2 separate regions of the Sus scrofa genome follow, and region 2 is linked to region 1. Evidence: chromatin contacts called from public Hi-C data. All regions are on one chromosome and are shown on one strand. The core of a region is the stretch at or near the end of the contact, and the rest is flanking DNA. Distances in the headings are between cores, read along the strand shown.

Evidence for each region. A called contact is a pair of places that touch in the nucleus more often than the background predicts.
Region 2: a contact with region 1 is called in a Hi-C map of liver, with 5 times the contacts expected there. The contact joins two enhancer-like sites. A contact is called at or near these places in 3 of 47 Hi-C or Micro-C datasets (liver and skeletal muscle).

Annotation. Positions count from the first base shown.
Region 1 is chr13:181,291,974-181,297,372 of Sscrofa11.1, reverse strand. It overlaps a transcript of LOC106508546 not described here. Among named protein-coding and RNA genes, the nearest start is that of MIR99A, 7.8 kb to the left of the region's middle. Within about 2 kb of position 2,497, at least 4 of the 83 cell types and tissues checked have an H3K27ac peak or open chromatin away from gene starts, as enhancers often do. A contact at or near this core is called in liver, where this site is marked.
Region 2 is chr13:181,510,351-181,515,137 of Sscrofa11.1, reverse strand. No RefSeq gene overlaps it. Among named protein-coding and RNA genes, the nearest start is that of MIRLET7C, 210 kb to the right of the region's middle. Within about 2 kb of position 2,692, at least 1 of the 83 cell types and tissues checked has an H3K27ac peak or open chromatin away from gene starts, as enhancers often do. A contact at or near this core is called in liver, where this site is marked.

The sequences.
Region 1 (5,399 bases), core at 1,248-3,747:
CCGCGCACACCCCTGCAACTGGGTCCTGGGGTAATCCTCAGCAGTACCTAGCACAGCTGCTGTGCAAGTTTGCTAAGATTTGACTCATGGAAGAAGTGCTCTTTCTGTTCCTTCACCAGCTACAGTTTTCCTGTGTGGCGTGAAAGATCCCGTTGAAAGATACAAGGAATGTATCAACAGCTTCTAGGCAATCAAATGAAAGGGTTCCCTCACCTCAATGGATTTCCATTCTCACAGGCGACAGAAGTTCCCGTGGACAAACATTTCCATACTTTCTAACAAAAGTACAGTGAATGAAATCTTTCACCATTTCCTTAAGCAAAATCTATAGCTCAGTGGGAAAGCAAGTGCTATTAGTATTTAAGCGAAACATACTCAGTAGTACCAAAAAGAATTATGGTTGCCTTTCCTGCATTAAAAAATGCTTCAGTTTTTCTAAGATGGGGAATCTTTATAATTATCTTTGCACAATTTTAAAATTATATTCAGTGCCTTACAAAACTATGGATGAATGTTATCCCTCCTCCATGTACAGACACTCACATATAGACATATATATTGCACAATACCAGACAAAGACTGGAAAAGGTAATCAAACCATTACTTGCCTATAAAAAAATAAACAAAACCAAAAGAATTCAAGGATCTAGCAAATATCTTGGAAACGGTCTCTGGTCTTTTTTGAGTTATGGTCTTTGAGTCACTTTCTTGAGGAAGGATAGGAGTGAGTATGCATACACGCACATGCATGGAAACCATTCTGATGTTTTCCCCATATGTAATTCAGAATACAAACAATTCTAAACCATAAAATAAAAACTTACACATGTGCTGAAATTAAAAATTTGCTTTTTTTTTCTAGATTGCAAAATTGTGGATAAATTTTAGTACTGTCCTAAGCACATGCCTTGGAGTGCCTGGTGGGGGAACAAGCCCAGCCAACACATGTGCCCCATGCTTTAGCACAGCCAGAAGAAAGTAGATAAGTCCTCACAGAAAGAAAATGTTGTGTTCTCGTTCACTTATTCAGCAATTATTTAAGTAGGTGTATGTGGCCAGGCTGTGTGATAGACACAGGGGAACAGCAATGAGTCAAATGGACATGCCCCCAGGTGGGAGTCATTCAGGAAGAACTTTCAAGTAAGAAAAGCTCACTTCTTCACAGAAGTGTTGTGGGTCCTGAAGGAGCATTTATTGCTCATCAAGAAACACAATGATAAGAATAGGAAATTGGAAGAAAAGTAGATATTAAAAAATGGATTACAGATAGAGATGATTTCTGTCATCTTGCGTTTTTTTTTTTTTTTTTTTTTTTTTTGCTGTTTAGGGCTGCACTGGCAGCATATGGAAGTTATCAGGCTAGGGGTCAAATGAGAGCTACAGCTGCTGGCCTATGTCACAGCCACAGCAATGCAGGATCCGAGCTGCATCTGTGACCTACACCACAGTTCACTGTGTGAGACCAGGGATTGAACCCGCATCCTCATGGATATTAGTTGGATTTGTTTTCACTGTGCCACAACAGGAATTCCTGTCTTGCTATTTTAAAGTTTCTCTTTTTAATACAAAATATATTAATCAGTTTGTCATAATTATGTTTGATCCCTAAAAGTACCTCATGTGAAAAGTGTTATGTTGCTCTCCCAATTAAAAAGCAAAAACAAAAGCAGAAGACAGAGGAGATGTTCACTTCCAGAGAGATAGAGTAGGTGTAGTTTTACCCAAATCCTCCTAAGTACAACTCAAATCCCTGAACATTGCATATAATAAAACAAACATAGGGAGACTCTGAAAGATGGAGAGAAGATAATCCAGTTAGGGACCTCGGGACCCAAGGAACAATATGGTGGTAGGGTCCCTGGATTTTAAGTTTGCTTCACAAATTCAAAACTTGAAGCAGAAGAAGCCTGCCCCCCAGAGACAGAAACCAGTGCAGACCAAAAAAATCTCCAAAAAGCCCCAATCAGGAATGCAGCAGGCTAGAAAGACAGAAAGCACTAGGACAATACCACTTTTTTCCAGTCAAACACCCACCCCATACCTGCAAAGTCAGAGCAGGGTACCTAGCACCATGCTTGTTAGGCTAGAGCAAAATATCCCAACCTCCTCTACCCAACCTCAGGGCAGTATAGGAAAGTCAGAGAGGAGGATTGGACCTTTCAGCCTTGTCAGGGGATAACAGGGTCCCTTCCCCTGCCAACATGCAGCATCAGTGGAGACTTTATGGAGTTCTGGACATCCACCCCAACTCAAAAGTAATGAGGTATTCTTCTTCTTCCTGCTAAGATGTCAGACAAGAGAGGGCTAGCAGAGACTCAGGACATTAGAAAATGTCCAGTAGTCACGACACAACGCCGCTATTCCCCCAACCTTTAGGCCGGAAAATGTCATTAAGGGAGTAGTAACAAATCACTCCAGTCCTTCCTCTCTAGGAAGGCATTGGTGAAGGCCTGCAGGGAAACAGGGACTCTGATCCCCTCCCTGCAGTAACAACCTGGACTTCCACCTACACCTGGCAGTGACAAGACTGTGCTGCCCTTTCCCTGCTGGATTAGTGTCAGAGGAAGCTACTTAAAACAGAAAGTTTAAATGAGATCTAGTGTCTCAGAGCATGATACCCAAATGTCAAGGTTTCAGTTGAGAATGGTTTGCTATACAGCAAAGCAGGAAGATCTCAAACTGAATGTAAAAAGACAGAGTGCATGTGAGCACTAAGAAGAGAGAGATGTCGAAACTGCCTCACAAAGTTTTTAAAGCAGCCATCATGAAAATGCTTCAATGAGGAATTAGGAATACGGTTGAAATCAACTTTTAAAAAATTAAAAGTCTTAGCAAGTAAATAGAATATAAAGAATAACCAGATGGAAATTTTAGAACTGGAAAATGTATTTAGCTGAAGTTTAAAAAAAAAAAAAAAGAAAAAAGAGGGACAGAGGAAAGAATCAGTGAATTAGAAGCTAGACAATAGAAATAACCCAATCTGAACCAATCAAAGCAAATATACTTTTAAAAAAATTAGGTAACAGAGACTTAGGCAACTATGGAACTATAAGAAAAGAGAAAATATTTTGCCACTGGAGTCCCAGAAAGAGAGAATAAAGAGGGCAAGGTATAAAACATGGTCAAAGAAATAATGGCTGGAAACTCCCCAAATTTAGCAGAAGGCATACAGACTCAAGAAGCTAAGCAAACCACAAGCAGGAAATACCCAAAGAAATCCACACCAAAACACATCTTAGTCAAACTTCTGAAAACTAAAGACAAAGAAAAAATCTTGAAAGCAGCAAGAGAAAAACAGAACCTTACCTATACAGGAAAAACAATTCTGACAAGTGAGTTTTTCATCAGAAACCACTGTTGCCTGAAGGAAGGGCCACAACATTTATAAGGGTTGAAAGAAAAAGAACTGTTAACCCAGGATCCTATGTCTATGGAAAATATCCTCTAGGAATGAAGGAGAAATCAAAACACTATCTGACGAAATAACACTCTGGTAATTTTCAACAGTAAGCCTACCCTAAAAGAATGGGTAAGGGAAGTTGTCCAAACAGAAAGGAAATGATAAAAGAAGGACTTTGGAATTTTAGAAAGGAAGAAAGAATTCAATAACAAAAATATGAGTAAAAATAGTAGACTTTCCTTCTCTGGAGTTTTCTAAATTTTGCTTGATGGTAGAAATAAAAATTTAGCACTATCTGATGTAGTTATTAAAAGTATGTAGAGGAAACATTTAAGAGAATTTATAAGTGGATAAAGGTACAAAACAAAGGAGGCAATGTTTACATATTTCACCTGAACTAGCAAAATGAAGACACCAGTAAGTAGTCTGTGATAAGTTATGTGTATATAATTTAATATATAAAGCAACTAAAACTATGTCAAAAACTACACAAAGAAATACACTGAAAAACACTAGGTATGTCAAAATTCTAAAAATTGTTCAAGTAACCCACAGGAAGGTAAAAGAAATGAAAATCAGAGAGAAAAAAATAGAAAACATAACAAAATGGTAGGCTCAAATCATAACATATCAATAACTAAATTAAATGTAAATTGTCAGAATGTACCAATTAAAATGAAGAGATCTGTATGGTGGAGTTAAAAAAAATGGCTCACTTATATGCTATCTACAAGGAATTCAATTAAAACATGTTAATATAAAATACACTAGTTGAAAGTAAAATGTTGGAAACAATATATATCATGCAAAATCAAAGACAATGATATTAAAATAAAAAAGACTTGAAAGTAAAAAAAAAAAAAAATCCCAGAGACAAACATCTTAAAATGATTAAAAAATAGATAATTTAACAAGAAGATGTCACAATCCTGCATGTGTATACACCAAACAAAAAACAGCTGCAAACTGTGTAGCATGAAGGCCAATAAAATAAAAAAAATCAGACAAATTCATGACTAAAGCTGTAAACTTCAACACACCTCTCTCAACAATTAATAGAACTAGACAGAAAATTAGCACAGATATAGAAATCATCATCATCAACCAGCAGGATCTAATTGACATTTTTAGAACATACCGCCCAACAACAGCATAATATACATTCTTTTTAAGTGCCCCAAAACATATTCCGAGATAGGTCATATCCTGGTCAATAAAGCAAATCTCATCAAATTAAAAATAAGTGAAATCATAGAGGGTGTCTTTTCTGACCACAATGTAATTAAACTAGAAACCAACAAGGCAAGTTAAGGAAAAATCTCCAATACTTGGAACAGCATCAACACGCTTCCAAATGTCTATAGGTCAAAGGGGAAGTCTCAGGGAAAAAAAGAAAAATACATTGGAATGAATGAAAGTGAAGATATAACATAGCAAAGTGTGTGGGACAACACAACACCAGTGCTCAGAGGGAGACTGATTTTACTGATTGCATGCATTGGAAAAGAGAAAAAAATTAGACCAATAATCAAAGCTCCAACCTCTGTGTTGACTGTTGTACAACTATAAATGAAATAAAATTTATCGAGAAAATTTAAAAAAAGCTCCAACCTCAAGAAACAAGAAGAGTAGAATCAACCGAAAGCAAAGAAGAAATAAGAAGGATAAGAACACAAATAAAATTGAAAACAGAAAAACAATAGAGAAAATCAATGAAGCCATGAGTTGGTTCTTTGAAAAGATTAATAAACTTGGCAAGCCTCCAGCAAGACTGACAAATAAAAAAAAAAAGATGCAAATTACCAATTTCCATAATGAAACTGGGTATGTCACTACAGACCTTGCAGATATCTGAAAACAATGGGAACCTACAGACGCAAAACATAGAACCTAGACAAATTAGATGAAATGGACAAATTCTTCGAAAACACAAATTACCACAGCTTACCCAATATAAATTATATCATTTTAAATAGCCCTATAACTATTTTAAAAATTA
Region 2 (4,787 bases), core at 1,443-3,942, 220 kb before region 1:
CACAAGAATAGGGTACAATGAATCTTCATGTAATTTTTAGCAGCATCAACAATCATCAATATTTTGCCATATTAATTTCATTTATCTTTTCACCTTTGTTAATGGTGTATCTTTACAAATCCCCCAAAGAATTAATTTAATTCCTGAATATTTTAGTAAATATTTCCTTAAAATAGCAGTACAAACATTTTCTCACATAACCCTAATGGCATTATTATTCAATACTCAGTCTGTATCCATACCCAGTTAATATTCAAATTTCTTCTCTATCCAGAATTCGTTTTACATCTGTTTTTCTGAACTAAGGATCCAGACAAGGTCTCCTCACTGTATTTGTTTATTATAGAGTTGTGAATGTTTAAAAATGAAAAATAAAAACTATATGTTCAATAATAAATGTCTCTATTTGAGATTTGAGATCAGATTGCTAAAAATATAGATTTTGAATAGGCATATTTTAGTAACCACAGCATGGCAAAACAAATGGCTACAAATTTTTGAAATGCCTCCCACTCCAAAGTGGTTCCTATGACTTCTTCCCTTGAAACTTTGACAACTTAGATATGATAGAAATGATGTTATGCTACTTTGGGCCTTAAGAAGCTAGAAACTTCCTCCTTTTGTCTCTTAGAATACTCTTTGCAAACTTTGAACTACCATGGAAGAAATCTGACTCCTCTAAAACTACCATTTTGGAGAGGCTATATGCAGGTGGTGGAGTGCCAGCCGAACTCAGCATTCCAGTCATCCATCAAGACGCCAGATGTCCTAGACCAGTAGAGCTACTATAACAGAATACTATAGACTGGGTGGCTTAGAAACAACAGAACTTTATTGCTCACAGTTCCAGAGGAAAGAAGTCCAAGATCAAGCCACCAGCAAATTTAGTCTCTGGTGATGGTCCCCTTCCTGGTTTATAGATGGCCGTCTTCTCACTGTGTCCTCACATGGTAGAAGGGGGGACAGACCTCTCTGGGGTTCTTTTATAAGAGGAGTAATCCCATTTATAAGGGATTCATTCTCATAACCTAATTGCATCCCAAATGCCTCAACCCCAAAGACAGCTCTATTGGGTTAGGATTTGAACATACGAATTTTGGGGGACTTAAAGATTCAGTCTGTAGCACCAGACATGTGTATGTAGCTGTCTGGTACCCTGCAGACAAGCCCATCTGTCAGATGAATGGCACTGGATGACTTTTGTCACTACCCTATCTATCTGAAGAATTGATTGGCTGAGCTGGGCCTAAATTCTTGACTCACAAATTTTGAGGTAATATAAAATGATTGTTATTTTAAGCTACAAAGTTTCAAGGTTATTTGTTAAGTAGCAGTCGTAACAGGAACCTAATGGAAAATATGCTTTTCTCAGAAATGTCCTAAAACTTCTAATCCTTATATAAAAACAGTAGGTCATAATTCACCTAAAATTCACTAATACAATATAAGCATATAATAACTTAGCTCTGCCATTTTTTCACTCTAAAAAAATATCTCCCAAACTTTTATTCTGGAGTGCGTTATGGTTTCATTAACTACATTGTTGCCAATAACATTATAAGCTTCCCTCTTTGTTTCTAAATCCAATATAGCCATCCAGTTTACCCTTGAACAATGTTGGAGTGAGGGGCACTAACCCTCCTTGAAGTAAAAAATGCATGTATAGACTTACAGCCTGCCCTCAGATCCATGGTTCCACAACCATGGAACTACATATGCAAGCATCATATAGTACTGTAGTTCACATTTATTGAAAAAAAATACACATTATGAGAGGACCCATCCAGTTTAAACTTGTGTTGTTCAAGGGTCCACTGTATTTTCAATACACATCTGAGTGAACACGTTATAAAAATGTCCATCCAGATGAGGGTCAGAGAAAGATGGAGGAAAATACATAAAAGCCTGAGCCATTAAATGTCTACAGTTAACTTCTAAGACTACTGGCTTCTGTTTGCTCCAACTTACAAAGCTTAACTAATTTCATTATATGAATTTTTTTAATTGTGAGGAAAAATGAATTATTCTAAAACTTGAGCTTTTCCAAATATTTTTCCCATGAAGAACTAAATTCTTCTTGGAGGATACCAAAGAGTTAAAATTGAAAGACTAGTCAAGTCAGACTTTTTTTTTTTTCATGGAATTTTATCTAGGAAGTGAGATTTCAAATCAAAGAGATTCTCCATAATATTTAAGTCTATGCATTGTACTCTGCTGACAAAATGCTCTGTGGCCCTTAAGAATCCTCTGATGCTCACCCAAACAGACTGTTCACTTCACTATCTCTGGAAATACAAGTGTATTTAGAACTTTCTTTCTTAATTGCCCCTCATAAGTTTATTCCTTTTCTCATAATCACCAACATTATCCGCTGAACAATTGCGGTCAGTCTCTTCTTGGTGGCATTAAAAGGACCTAACATTTAATATTGGGGCAAACTAATTTCTTTTAGGTTACAAGTATATTGTGAAGCCTTGTCTTACGTCCCCATAAAAAAGTGCTATAAAAAGTACTCCTCTTTAGGTACTGTTTTCTGAATTTCAACAGCTTTTCTTTTCTTCTTCATAATTTCTTTTCATTGTAAACTTCAGTTATAAATCTGGTGACCAAGCAGAGTGTCTGTAACCAAAGTACAGAGTATCTGGTTCTCTTTCAAACAGACAAGAACATATTTCTCTTTGGAGTGATCAAAGGGAGAGGGCAGTTGGCAAATTTCAAAGCACGATTATGGGTTAAACATTATCCTATTCCCACTAAAGCCAACTGCTGAAAGAATTCATTGGCTGAGAAAGAGTCTCACTGTTACTGGATAATGTTTTTGTTTAATTTTATTTAACTGAACAGTTATAAAATACATTTCTTTCTTGTGGTTCCCAAATAATAAATTTGAAATATATATATATATATATATATGTATATATGTATACATACACAGATACAAACACATATATCAATGGCACAATGAAAACATTAAAACTTATAGTACATTTTCCAGGAACCAAATAGCTGGCATCCTGCTAAAGCATCCACATTTAGAATCACAGTTGGTCTGTGGTGATTCCCAACCAACAGCAAGTGCTAGCAGGTTTTCTTTCCAAATGCCCCTCATAAAAGGCAGATATAGGGCAACCCATAATTGTAGATCCCTGCCTGCCTTTTAAAAAAGAAGTATCTGGAAAGCACCAGGATAGCACCTATAGCAAAAATAGTAGTCACCCATCTAATTTATAAAATAAAAAAAAAAAAAAAAAAGCCTCCTAGTGAACTTCCAGATGAGTCAGTTACATCCCTCTTCAGCAGGCAGGCAGTTGACTTGCTTCTTCTTTTAGTTTTCTGGCAATATTTTACTTCCTTTCACAAGTCAGGGCACTTTCATGAATAGAAAAAAGAATAAAAGCACCCCAATTTCATTCTAATTTAGCCATTTTGGCTAAAAACAAACAAAAATGTAGAGAGTAAAAGAAGGTAGGCCTGGGATTGTTCTATTGAAATTCATTGACAATAGTTAGACAGTAAACTCACTCTGTGTCTGCTAAGAAAAATTAGTATTAGTTGCTTAAGGCATTTTGGTCAAGTAGCAAAACAGATCTCATTCCCACTGTGCAAAGCCTAGGCTTTGAAGCTATGGGAGCAACAACAAAACCTGAAATAATCTCTGCCCTTGATATATTTTAAAAGAGAGAAATCTCTATAGATGACAGTACATAGGAGAGGTTTTGCATGGTTGACCAGTTCTCTCAAGAACAGAAAAAAAGTGGAATAAAGCATAGACATCAATTACATTTAACCTGGACTAATGTCTTTGGAGTCAGAATAGCCTGAAATCAAATCCTGGGTAAACCCCATAGCAGCTGGCGTTGCCTTGGGGCCTGTTACTTAACTTCTCTAAGCCTCACTTTCTTTACCTCTTTACTGGGGATCAAAGGACACATTTCTCAGGGTGACTGTGAATATTATATTACTGGAGTAAAACAAATTTTGAGCTACATGTTTTACATTACTAACTTTGAGTTTAAGTTGTATAAACTTTTATGTTAAAATGGAGGTATTTTACTGAACTGGAACTGACAACATCTTAGTAAAAATTTAATAGCTACCATCATGATGGGAGTTTCCCTAAATGGCAACATTTCCCCAAATGCAACTTTTTCTGAGCTTAAATTGTCAAGTTATTTAAAAAGGTGCAGTTGGCTAATTTACACTAAAATTTAAAACCAAAACTTGAAAAATGTTTCAAGATGATTGAGTTTTGTCTGATTGTTGAGTTGGGTAATTTAAGGCTACCACAGAGTGCTAAACTGGAGACACAGGTAAGCAGTGCGTAATGCGTGCCAGTGACAGATGTTTGTAATCAAACTAAGCTAACTGCAACTTTCTGAATTTCCTGGATTTACTTTATTTGGAGAAAAAAAAAAAAGAAGTCTGAGACCTTGTTAAATGTGTGAGGATTATTTGGAGTACTATGAAAGGGCTAACAAAATGTAATGAAACTATGACATTGTAATTTGAATAAGTTATAGCTCAGCTGTGCCTGGATGTCTGTATATGGGTACTTAAAATTGCAAGCAATATTGTAAACTTTTTTATAGAATGTATAAAACATTGTTGTACATGATCTTCAGGGTAGGTGTTTCCAATTGTCTATTATGTTTCTTCTTGACATTTTTTTATACTAAACTTTTTGCAATCAGCTTTAGGAATTAGATTAATCAAGACAGAGCTATGAAATACCTGTATACAAATATTTAAGCTCCTCTAAAGAGTTAGAATTGAGTACTGGAACTTGC